Regions from separate parts of the Mus musculus genome. Here regions 1 and 2 are each linked to region 3. A link is a contact called in public HiChIP or PLAC-seq and promoter capture Hi-C data. All regions are on one chromosome and are shown on one strand. The core of a region is the stretch at or near the end of the contact, and the rest is flanking DNA. Distances in the headings are between cores, read along the strand shown. Region 1 holds the start of Fhl3 (four and a half LIM domains 3). Region 2 overlaps Gm2164 (predicted gene 2164). Region 3 holds the start of 1700021L23Rik (RIKEN cDNA 1700021L23 gene).

Region 1 (3,747 bases), core at 698-3,197, 370 kb after region 3:
AAGAAAGACCCCAAGATGAAGCACCTTTACTGCTCACTAACAACTCTTCCTTTCCTGAAGGCTCTGCCCTAGTTATAGTTTCTATCGCCGGGAAGAAACCATGACCAAAAAGCAAGCTGAAGAGGAAGCGGTTTATCTGACTTCTACTTCATCATAGTGCATCACTGAAGGATGTCAGGACAAGAACACAAACAGGGCAGGGACCTTGAGGCAGGAGTTGATGTGGAGACCATGGAGGGGTGCTGCTTACTGGCTTGCTCCTCATGGCTTGCTCAGTCTGCTTTCTTATGGTATCCAGGACCACCAGCCCAGGGATGGCACCACCCACCATGGCACTGGGCTGGCTCTTCCTCCATCAATCACTAATTAGAAAAATGCCCTACAGGCTTTCTTACATCCTGATCTTATGGAAGCATTTCTCAATTGAGGTTTCCTCCTTACAAACAAACAAACACCTCTAGATTGTGTCAAGTTGACACAAAACTAGACAGTACAGTTTCCCACCATTGTCCCCACTTCAGGTCAGGACAGACAGACCCCTCTCGCTGTCTACTCCAACCAGGAATGATAGTGTTTCCTGCATTCCTGTACATAGAGCTCCCTAGACCTGGGAGACAAGTCCCAGAGGAAGGGCTCACCCTCAGACTGTCTGATAGTAGGTGCCTGGCAGGGAGTGGCAGGGGGTCCAAATGAAAGCAGTGTGTGACATTCATCCCTCATTTACTGCAGGTCAAACACTGGAGTAGATACTGGGAATGCAGTAGTGAAAAAAAAAAAAAAAAAAAACCGACCCAACCTCTGCCCTCGTGGCATTTGCAATTTAAGAATCAACAACATTTAAGCAATCCTTTAACTCTGAAAGAAAACCTGGCCTAGAGGCTGTCTTAGGACCTAGCAACCAGACCCCTGATACAGAAGGGAAGGCGCCACACCAGCCTTGAAGGGTCTTAATCCCCAAAATGCTAGCAAGGCTGGATGCAGCCTTGAATTAGGGGGGGCCTCTCTGGACATCTGAATCATCCCCGAGACGCAAAGGTTATTACCAGGGTTAGTTTGTTGTCTCTTGTTTTGCAAACAGCACAACAGAGCTCCCCCACCCCCACCCCGCCCTCCAGATCAAGGCTATTTATTCCTAGTGACAAGCCTGAGGATCCCAAGGGGGGTGGCCTCAAGGACCTGGATGGGCCTCGTGTCCCTGGCAGACACTAGTCCTCCCTTCCCGGAATAGGGTAGAAGCTGGAGGATCAAAAACTGCACAAGTTCCCTCCCTTCTTAACCACCCCTGCCTGCACCAACCACTCGCACTGTTCACACACCCTCTCGAGAAACCCAAAGCCAGGGAGGCCGAGGATTAGGGTCTCCCTGAGCCTCAAAGGTCAAAACTATTCCTGGGCACTATAGAAACCTCAGTGCCAGGGCACAGTTGAGGATGGGGAGGTTGTTGCCTGTGCTTTCGCCAGTCGCTTATAGAATAAAGCCCTTTGAAATTGAGGAGGATAAAGGCTCGCTCTCTTTAGCCCAAGTTTCTAGAAAAAAAAAAAAAACCTTGATCTCCGCTGGTAAGGCAGAATCAAAACCACGCCTCCAGCCGGCTGGATTAAGGCCTCCTTCCCAAGCTAAGGTTTAGTGTAACATCTGGGGATGAGCTAGAGGGAAAAGAGGAAGGGAGGTCTGGTCTCCAGATGGACTCTAGCTAGTCCTAGGAGCTCTGCACCCCTGGCCTGAGATCGCTTCCAGCCGTCCCCCGGGGTCCGAAGGGCGCAGGAGGCGGGTTAAGCTGCAGGGGGCGAGCAAGGAGTGGTCGAGGAGGTCAGAGCACCAGGTTCGACTGGGCTGGGCTCGCCGCAGGCAGGAGGGGGCGGGGTCTGGCCCTTGCGGGCGGGTTGGGGGCCCGGGGGCGGGGTCCGGGCGGGGCGGGCCCGAGCACTTCCTCGGAGGCTTAGGGCCGCGCGCCCACTCGCCCACACAGTCAGTCGCAGCCGGCTACCTCGCCGCTGCTCTCTCGGCCCCCCTCCGCCTGGCCCACAGGTAGGAGCCGCCGGGCGATCGGCTCCCGCCCCACCCACGCCGCGCGCGCCCAGCTCCCGCGCCCGCTTCGAGGTGAGAGTCCCCCGCCCCAGCTGCGCTCGGACCAGGGTCGCTCTCTGGGCCCCTCACCCCTGTCTTCTGCTGGGGCATCCCGAATTCGGGACCCCACGCGCCTGCACGGACCCCACCGCTCCGCGCCTCCCGGCCGGGCGGGGACCGCCAGAGTTGCAAGGGGTGGGGACCAAGTTTGAACTAGAAAAGCTACAGAGATCAGCAGGGTTGGAGAAACTGAGGCTCTTAGGGAGCCTGGTAGAACAGACAAGGACGCGCGCCCCAGGAGGCTACCGGGACCACTCCAACGAGGGCAGAGAATGGCCGGATGAACTTCTCGAGGCACGGCGGGGACCCGGGTTCTGGGGAGCATTTTAAGAAGCAAATGTATGGCCCCAGGGAACTCATTGCTAGCACCCTTCCCAGGGCCTTGGAGGGCCCCGAGGCTGGAGCTTGTTAGACTAGCGCTAAATCTGCCTCCCGGAGGCCTAAAGAGACTCTCAGGTCAGAGACATAGAGACGTCGAGAGAGACCAAGACTTGGATATGAACAGGGATAGAGATCCCCAGAGTGGAGGCCCTACTGGGACACAGCTCCAGAGATACAGGAACACCTTCACCCAAACACAAAGACGGGTACTGACTAAGCTCAAGGGTACTGAGAGGTACGGAGTGGAGGCTAGAGTTCGCTGAGGAGAGACACCTAGTGTGTTCACTGACAGCTGCCCCAGGCTTGAAAGGGTGGAGGCAAGGCTAGGGGGAAATTGACTCTTAGCCAGCCCATCCCCCAGGAGGCAGAGGACCTGAGGCTGTAAAGCTGAGCTGAAGAGAGAGAGAGAGCCCCATACACACACAGCCACTAAGACAGCGCCAACTTATTTTTAAACTCAAATCTTGGACGCTCTGCTTCAGCCCTAGGGGACTCTGGGGTGAATGAAATGTCCCTCTCCTGTTCTCGGAGCAGCTGCAGGATCTGCTCCCTTCGCCCTAAACTGCTTTGACTTCCAGGCCCTGTGGGGAAGAGGGGCAGTGGAGAGTTTGGGATTGGTGCCTGGTTGGGGGGGGGCTCTAATTTCTCCCCTAAGTCTCTTGTCAAGGGGGAGGGGTCTTCTCTGAGTTACAGCTGTGGGGTCTGGCCAGGGTCCTCCTGGACTTGGGATGGGCGGGGGGGGGGGGTTGCGGGAGGCGGGGAAGGGGGATATACTAAAGGGTTGAGCAGTTGGCATGGGTAATTGGAAAGACTTCTGGGTGTCTTCCAATGGCAGGCTGGCAGCCGGGGAAGACAGCCAGCTCTAGTGTATCTCCTGTTCGCCCTCCCTCCCCCCCAAAGGATGACTGCCCCTTCCACCACTACCAAAGCATTTCTAGGCAGAGTTCCCCTCTGATGGATAGGACACTTCTGCTCCAATTGCTGAACAGCCTTGGCCATGCCCCTAGCCTGCCCCTGGTATCTTGTACTGAGCTCTAAAGGGGACCTATACTCTGTCCTTCCTTTTCGTAAGCTGAGATGCAGTGGTCGTGGGGTGTGTATTTTGTAGATGACAAGGAATCTAGCAAGTATGTGCTCCTGGGAACTAACCATCTCTAAGGTCTTTAAAGTCCCCCCCACCCCACCCTGGTATCCCACTGGCTGGGCTAGAGCTTACGATGTGTACCAGTGGTTCCCTCA
Region 2 (3,450 bases), core at 210-2,709, 280 kb after region 3:
CAGGTGTGTTGGTCCATATCTTTAATCCCAGCACTCAGGAGTCAGAGGCAGGAGGAACTCTGAGTTCAAAGCCAGCCTGGTTTACAGAGCAAGTTCCAGGACAGCCTGGGCTACACAGAGAAACCCTGTCTTTGGGGGATGAGGGGACATGTGGTATGGGGAGGAAAAACAAAAAGACAAAACAAGCCGGTTGTGGTGGCATAGGATTTGCTGAGGCAGGAGGATCACGAGTTTGAGGCCAGCCTGGGCTACACATTTGCCAGGCAGTGGTGGTGTATGCCTTCAATCCCAGCACTTGGGAGGCAGAGGCAGGCAGACTTCTGAGTTCGAGGACAGCCTGGTCTATAGAGTGAGTTCCAGGGCAGCCAGGCACAGAGAAACCCTGTCTTGGAAAAAACGGAAAAAAGAAAAAAAAAAAAGAAAAAAGAAAGTAAAACTAGGGGATGGCGAGATGGCTCCGCGGGTAAGAGCAGTGACTGCTCTTCTGAAGGTCCTGAGTTCAAATCCCAGCAACCACATGGTAGCTCACAACCACCCGTAATGAGATCTGATGCTCTCTTCTGGTGCATCTGAAGACAGCTATAGTGTACTTACATATAATAATAAATCTAAAAAAAAAAAGTAAAACAAAAAAAGTTATATTTTAAAAAGAGATTTAGGACCCACAAAATGGATGAAGGTGCTTGCTGCCAAGGCTGCCGAGGCACACACAGTGAAAGGAGAGAACCAACCTTCACAAATTATTTTCTGGACTCCACTTGCACGCTGTGACACACACAGAAACAAACCAATAATAGAAAGAAGCTCACACACAGGAACACATATTCAAGCAAGAGACCAATCTCCATGTCCTTCATGCTACAGGACAGATGAAATGTGAAGGGTCTCTGACAAGTGCAGTGTCCTCCATCCCTCTCCCATCCCACTCTATCCCTGGCTGTTTTAATCAACCATTGGCTTCCCTCTTCCCTTAGCCTGTGGTCAGGAGCTACATCTGCATCTACATGCATCACGGGTAAAACTGGCACGCGTGTGGATTGGAAAGGAGTGGGCACATTTGTACAGAAGTATTCACACACAAGCCAGCATCAGTGAGGAATCTGCAACACGTGAGCATCTACCTTGGTGTGTGTGTGTGTGTGTGTGTGTGTGTGTGTGTGTGTGTGTACACGCAGGCTTCCAGCAACTCAGAGAATAAATCTTGCTTCCCAGGGGATGAGAGGAAGTGAAGCTGAGTTCAGGTTTAAATCACACCCCCACGGGCAGGGAGAGGTTCCCTGGCCTTGCATGATTACCTGCCTGTGCATAGCAGAATGGCAGAATGGGTTGGCGGGCAGGAGGCAGCGAGCCCATCAGCAGGGAGTCATTTGTTGTCTCCAGACCCCTGGGACCCACTGTGGCTGCTCTAGGAGAGGGAGACCCAAGGGCAGTGACAGCTACAACAAGCAAATGCCCAACCCAGGTGCTAGGGAGCTGGGGGGCAGGGCCCAGGCCTCTGGAGCGCAGTCCCACACTTTTTAGACTGGATGCAGGGAGCAGGTCCAGGGAACTGGATGAAGGCGGTACCAGGATGTAGGCAGCACCTGTGCTGGCTGGCTCAACTTTTCTGTCCTGGGAAGTGTGGTCCCATGTAGTCTCATGTGGTCCCATGCCGGACACAACAGTCCCAGAGCCCCAGACAGTTTGAGTCTCCTTCCCAAAGACAGTCCCCTTTCCTCCCCTCCTCTCTCTTCTCCCCTCCCCTCTCCTTTCCTCTCCTTCCTTGTCCTCACCTCCTATCTCTTCCCTTCCCCTCCTCCCCTCCCCTCTCTTCCTCTCCCCTCCCCACTATTCCCCCTCCCCTCCCCTCCTCTCTCCTTTCCTCTCCTCTCCTCTCCTTCCCTGTCCTCCCCTCTCCTCTCTTCTCTTCCCCCTCCCCTCCCCTCCCCTTTCCTCCCCTCCCCTCTCCTCCCCACTCTTCCCCCCTCCCCTCCTCTCCCCTCCCCTCAGTCTCAGTCTCTGGTTGATTGCCTTTTGCCCCCTGTCCTATCCTAGCTCCGGGGATTCTGCTGCCTCTTGTGGGACTGTCTGCCTTCATCTCTCCATTTCTCCTTCTTACACTCCTTCTAAGTGCCTGTTTCCCCTGATCTCAACTTTTCCCTCTGGAGAGCCCATTGTCTCCTAGGACCTAGCTTAAGCCACACCCCAAGCTTCCCAAGGCATTTGACACCACTAGAGCCTCTCACTTTTCCTTCCTTTGGGGCAGGCTGGGAACAGGAGAGTTGACATTCCTCACACTCCAGAAAACAGATCTCTGTGAGTTAGAGGTCAGCTTGATCTACATAGCAAGTTTCAAGCCAGACAGGGCTACCTAGGTACCTAGTCTCTCTCTCTCTCTCTCTCTCTCTCTCTCTCTCTCTCTCTCTCTCTCTGTGTGTGTGTGTGTGTGTGTGTGTGTGTGTGTGTCCCTGTCTCTCACACACACAAATAAACAAATAAATAAATAAACAGGAAGAGGACCCTGAGCTCCCAAAACTATGCATCTGACATTGACATGAAACTAAAAATGCAGGTCTTACCACGCAGGATGGCTCGCACCTCTAATCCCAACACTCCAGAGGTAGAGGCTAGCCTAGTCTACATAGTGAGTTCCAGGTCAGCCAAGAGCTCCATAGTGAAACCCTGTCTTGGAAAACAGAACAAACAAATACCCAGCTCTTTCCCTCTACAACCAGGACTTTGTAAGTCCACAGTTTGCAAAAAAACACAAGCTGTTCACAATACTGCAAATCCCAATGAGAAGAGGACAGGAGAGCCCGGGTCCAGACAGTCCACCTCACATCAGACCAAGCACTGAAAACAACTTCTAACTGAAGGACCTAGAAACCAGGAGGATAGAGATGGCAAGCATCTATCCTCCCCAAAACACCTCCTCCTCCCCACAGGTCTGAGCTGACCACCCAGGAGTATTGCTGGGTTCTGTTTGTCTTGAGACAGACGCTCACTGTGTGGCTCAGGCCGAACTCACTCGACTCCAACCTCAGCCTGCGAAGGTTGTGAGCCTGTCCTACTTCCTGACTCTTGTGTAAGTGCCCTCCAGGCTGCCATCATCCCATCTGCAGAGTGGCTGTAGAGGGCTTACGCTGCTGACACAGGCCCAACTCCAACAAATGCAGCAAATTCTCTCCTCTCCAGGATCCTGATCCCTGAAAGACCTTAGACGCGGCAGGGCAGAGCGTTCACCTCAGGAGAATCCCCATGCTTCCAAGAACACTAGCAAGCCTCCAGTGTCCCTGCAGCTGGAGAGTGACCATAAAGACATTGGGCTTAGAGGCAGAAGCCCATCTGCAGTAGGGACCCACAGCCTCCTATAGCCTCCCCCTGTGTCTCCAGCCCCCACCTGAGAGGCGTCGGCACCAACGACCCGCCAGGGCCTGCCCATTTTCCTTTCTTTTCATTGCCAGCGCCGAG
Region 3 (3,763 bases), core at 438-2,937:
AACAGTGCTTGCTACCAAGTTTGATGACGTAAGTCCCAGCAACCATATGGTGGAAGGAGAGAAGGGACTTCTACAGTGTGTCCTTTGACTTCCACACAGGTGCCCACACACATGAACTCATATGGATGCCGCATATTTGTAGTTGTACAGGTAAATATACAAATGTAAAACCTCTTTTGGATTAAAGATTTTTAAATAAGTGTTTTTTTTTCAAAGATTCATTTTTTTAAAAATGCCTTGGTACCTCAAGCCTTTTCACCACTAAATAATATTCCATTACAGGACTGAACCACCGTGTGTGCATGAATTAATCGGCTGAATGACACTCGGCTTTTCCAGTTTTGCTGGCTGTAAATAATGCTGCCCTGGGTGTTTGTGGGAAGATTTTATTGTGGGGAACAGCCAAGAACTGTTGGCAAGGCCACAGTGAGCTCTGTGAGTCCTCCAAAGGGCATCTATGGTCAGTCTCTGGGTTCCTGTTGCCTGGATCCTCTCCAGCACAGGAAATTGCCCTTGTATTTATTTGATTGTTTAACCCGTCCATTCTGCTAAGTATGCATATTCCTACAGTCATGGCTGTGTTCTGACTTCAGTCCTCTAGTGACAGAGGATGGCTCCAATTCACATCTTTCCGTATGCTTTGTTGGGATTGCCTTCATAGAGGAGACATCTGTGTTAAATCACGAGTCCAGTGAGGTAGCTCAGCAGGTGAAGGCGTCAACCGCCAAACCCAATGACCAGAGTTCAATCCCTGGGTGGGACCCACAGTGGAAGGAGAGGACAATCTCCAGCAAGTTGTCCTCTGGAGAAATAAAAAAGAATTCATGAAAAATGTAAATGTGAAAAAACGTAAAGACTTGTTATTTTAGATACTAGCCTTTTATTAGATAAATATTTTTTTAAAAAAATATTTTCCCCGCAGCAGTCCCTCTTACAGAGCAGAAGTTATTAATTTTAATAAAATCCAACTTATCAGTTTTTTATTTCACGGATCATGTTTTTTGGGTGTTATATCTAAAAACTCATCACCAAGCCAAGGTCACAGATTCCCCTCTCATAAGTTTGGTTTTGATAGATAAATGCCTGTGTGTTATGGTTTAGTTGTCCCACCCCTCCCCCACCCCCACCCCCAAAAAAGATAAGTCCTACTTCCTATGAATGTGAATTTACCTTTAAACAGGGTCCTTCTGGGCAGGGCTGATCAAGTTAAGATCAGCTCACAGGTGTAGGTCCTCAGCCAATGTGGTGTCCCTGGAAAGAGGACCGGGCATGCGAACATGGGGTATCGATCAGAGAGCATGGGGCAGCATCCGCAAGCCAAGGCCACCAAGAACTGAAGCCTTAGCCGGCGGCGCATCCTCCCTGACTCCTACCCTGAGGGGATGCTCCAGAAGAGTCATCCCTCTGTAGCCAGGTTCCTGTCCAACAGCAACCTAAGGAAAGGGTTCGCTTTGGTTCGAAGTTTAAGGGGACCGTGAATCAAGGGGAGCAAGGTGGGAGGCGGAACTACAGATGAGTGGAGCCGCACTGCATCCCCAGGCAGGAAGCAGAGCGTGGGGGATGCTGGTCCTCAGTCGACTTCCTGTCTTTTACTCAGCACGGGACCGCAGTCCGTGGGATTTGTGATGGTGGTGCCCACATTTAAGTGACCTTTCTCTTATCATCAAACCTTTCCTGAAATGCCTTCATACACATGCCCAGAGGTGTTTCCATGGTGATTCCAGGTCCCATCCCACCTACCGGTGTTTGGGACTTCCAGTCGCTAGGAGTAAATGTCTGTTGTGTTGTTGTGTTAAGATTCCTGATGAGAGCACCTTGTGGGGTTTGAACACACAGGACCAGTTGACCTCCATCCTAGCATTAATATTCCTGACTCTGCAGGGAGCTCCTTTGTCCTGTGTGTGGTGGTTAACTTCAGTTATCAATGTGACTGGATTGAAAGATGCCTATTTATTATATTGATAAAGCATACTTCTGGGAGTGTCTGTAACGGTGTTTGCAGAGATCAGCGTGTGAGTCAGGGAACTGTGGAGGAAGTGATCTGCCCTGAACCTGAATGGCAGGCAATAGGCTGAGGGCTTGGATGAAACAACAAAAAGTAGAAGGGTCTGGAGAGATGACTCAGCAAAGATGAGATGACTCAGCAATTAGGAGCACTTACTGCTCTTACAGAGGAGTTAAGAGTTTAGTTCCCAGTACCCAGGTCAGTCAGCTCACAACTGCCTATAACTCCAGTTCTGGGGGATCCAACATCCTCTTCTGGATTCCATGGATACCTGAGTGTTTCTGCTCTCTCTCTCTCTCTCTCTCTCTCTCTCTCTCTCTCTCTCTCTCTCCCTCTCTCTCTCTCTCTCTCTCTCTCTCAGACAGACAGACACGGGCAGGCACATATAATTTTAAATTTTTTAAATAATTCTAATAATAAAAAAGAAAGATGAGCAAAACTAGCTTCCAGGCCCATGATCCCCTTCTAGACATTGCTGTTGCTGTCATCGTGGTGGATAGACTCCAGGTTCATCAGCCTTTGAACAAGATTAGCTTCATGGGTGGTTCACTGGAAAGCTTTCTGGCGGTCAGCTTCACACCGAGTCTACATCCTTGGCCTCTCTCACTCATAACCTCTTTCATTGGCAGCTAGCAGGTCTCCTGGCTCAGCTGGTACTGGACTTTGTGAGACTGCAGCCCAGCTGTGTGTTTGCTATGTTTGAGACAATGTAGCACTGTAGCTCTCATATTCCTTGCCATTGGTTTTCTTTCTCTGAAGAACACTAAGTAACAATAGTCTGTCCCTGGAAGGGTCCACCATTCTGGTTTCTATGGTCATGGCTTAGCCTGTTCTAGAATAGTTTACAAGCATGGTCATGGAGCCCATGCTATATTTTTAACAAGCTCCTTTACCCACATGGCATTTCTATACTTATCCACATTGCCAGACAGGACAGTAGTTTCTTCTACTCCAAACAGTAGTCAGTTTTATTAACATATTACAGTCTGTTTATCCACTCCCCTATCTGTGGACCACTGGGTTGCTTCCAATTTGGGGCTATTATGAATAAAGCCACTCTGAATATTCTCCCACAAATGAGGCATGTGTTTAAATGAAGACACAATTGTGAACATATGGTTAAATGCACAGTAGAATTGCCAGATCATAGAGAATGTATGTGTTTAACTTCACACGAAATCCTCAATTTCTTTTACCAACATTGGCAAAACATTGACAGTCTCACACCCCCACCATCTTTAGCTGTATGCCCATTGCTCCATGTGATCCCACCAGGCTCCAGTGGATAGCGCTCAACCCATGGACACACACATGACCCTGGTTCCTCTCAGTGAGTCACAAAAACAAAATGTGTAAGAGAGATTTGTGGGGAGGAGGTAGGATGCACAGGGATGGTTGGGAGGTGGGCATGAGAGCTGACAGCATGCATTGTGAACATCTGTACAACTGCCTAAGAAATTTAATTAAGAAAGAAACAGCCATACCTGCTCTCTTCTCTTCACTTTCAATCTATGTATGTCCTTAAAAGCGAATTGATTGTCTGGTAGACCACAGTTTGGATATGGAATGTCTCCCAAAGCTGAGTAAGTTAAGCCATTGGAAAATGTCCTTGGAGGAGATAGTAAGGCTCTGGTTCTTTCTTGCTTTTTGCTTCTGAGTCAGTATGAGGTAAAAAGGTTTCAGCTCCAACTCCCCTGTCATGGGGTTATGCTTCACCACAGATGCAAAGGCAATGGAGACAAGTGGTTATGAACTAAC

Evidence for each region. Promoter capture Hi-C pulls out the DNA fragments that hold promoters and counts their contacts. HiChIP or PLAC-seq counts read pairs in DNA pulled down with a chosen protein or histone mark.
Region 1: a contact with region 3 is called in an H3K4me3 HiChIP or PLAC-seq map of embryonic stem cells, with 17 read pairs. The contact joins the promoter of Fhl3 here to the promoter of 1700021L23Rik in region 3. A contact is called at or near these places in 9 of 39 promoter capture datasets (cranial neural crest, embryonic stem cells, epiblast stem cells and 4 more), 1 of 15 datasets of contacts at CTCF or cohesin (embryonic stem cells), 1 of 484 Hi-C or Micro-C datasets (nephron progenitors) and 5 of 115 datasets of contacts at active chromatin or transcription factors (embryonic midbrain and embryonic stem cells).
Region 2: a promoter capture Hi-C map of embryonic stem cells shows a contact between it and region 3. The contact joins the enhancer-like site here to the promoter of 1700021L23Rik in region 3. A contact is called at or near these places in 15 of 39 promoter capture datasets (the 3T3-L1 cell line, the C10 cell line, HPC-7-derived erythroid cells and 8 more), 1 of 484 Hi-C or Micro-C datasets (nephron progenitors), 1 of 115 datasets of contacts at active chromatin or transcription factors (embryonic stem cells) and 1 of 9 other capture datasets (embryonic tail).

What each region holds. Positions count from the first base shown.
Region 1 is chr4:124,698,752-124,702,498 of GRCm38.p6, forward strand. Fhl3 (four and a half LIM domains 3) reads left to right here and starts at 1,948. Exons shown (of 6, transcript NM_010213.3): 1 at 1,948-2,100.
Region 2 is chr4:124,612,167-124,615,616 of GRCm38.p6, forward strand. The region is part of intron 1 of Gm2164 (predicted gene 2164); the gene reads right to left. Among named protein-coding and RNA genes, the nearest start is that of Gm2164, 44 kb to the right of the region's middle. Within about 2 kb of position 1,460, at least 17 of the 459 cell types and tissues checked have an H3K27ac peak or open chromatin away from gene starts, as enhancers often do. A contact at or near this core is called in embryonic stem cells, where this site is marked.
Region 3 is chr4:124,331,033-124,334,795 of GRCm38.p6, forward strand. It overlaps 1700021L23Rik (RIKEN cDNA 1700021L23 gene), which reads right to left and starts at 1,688. Exons shown (of 5, transcript NR_166446.1): 1 at 1,171-1,688.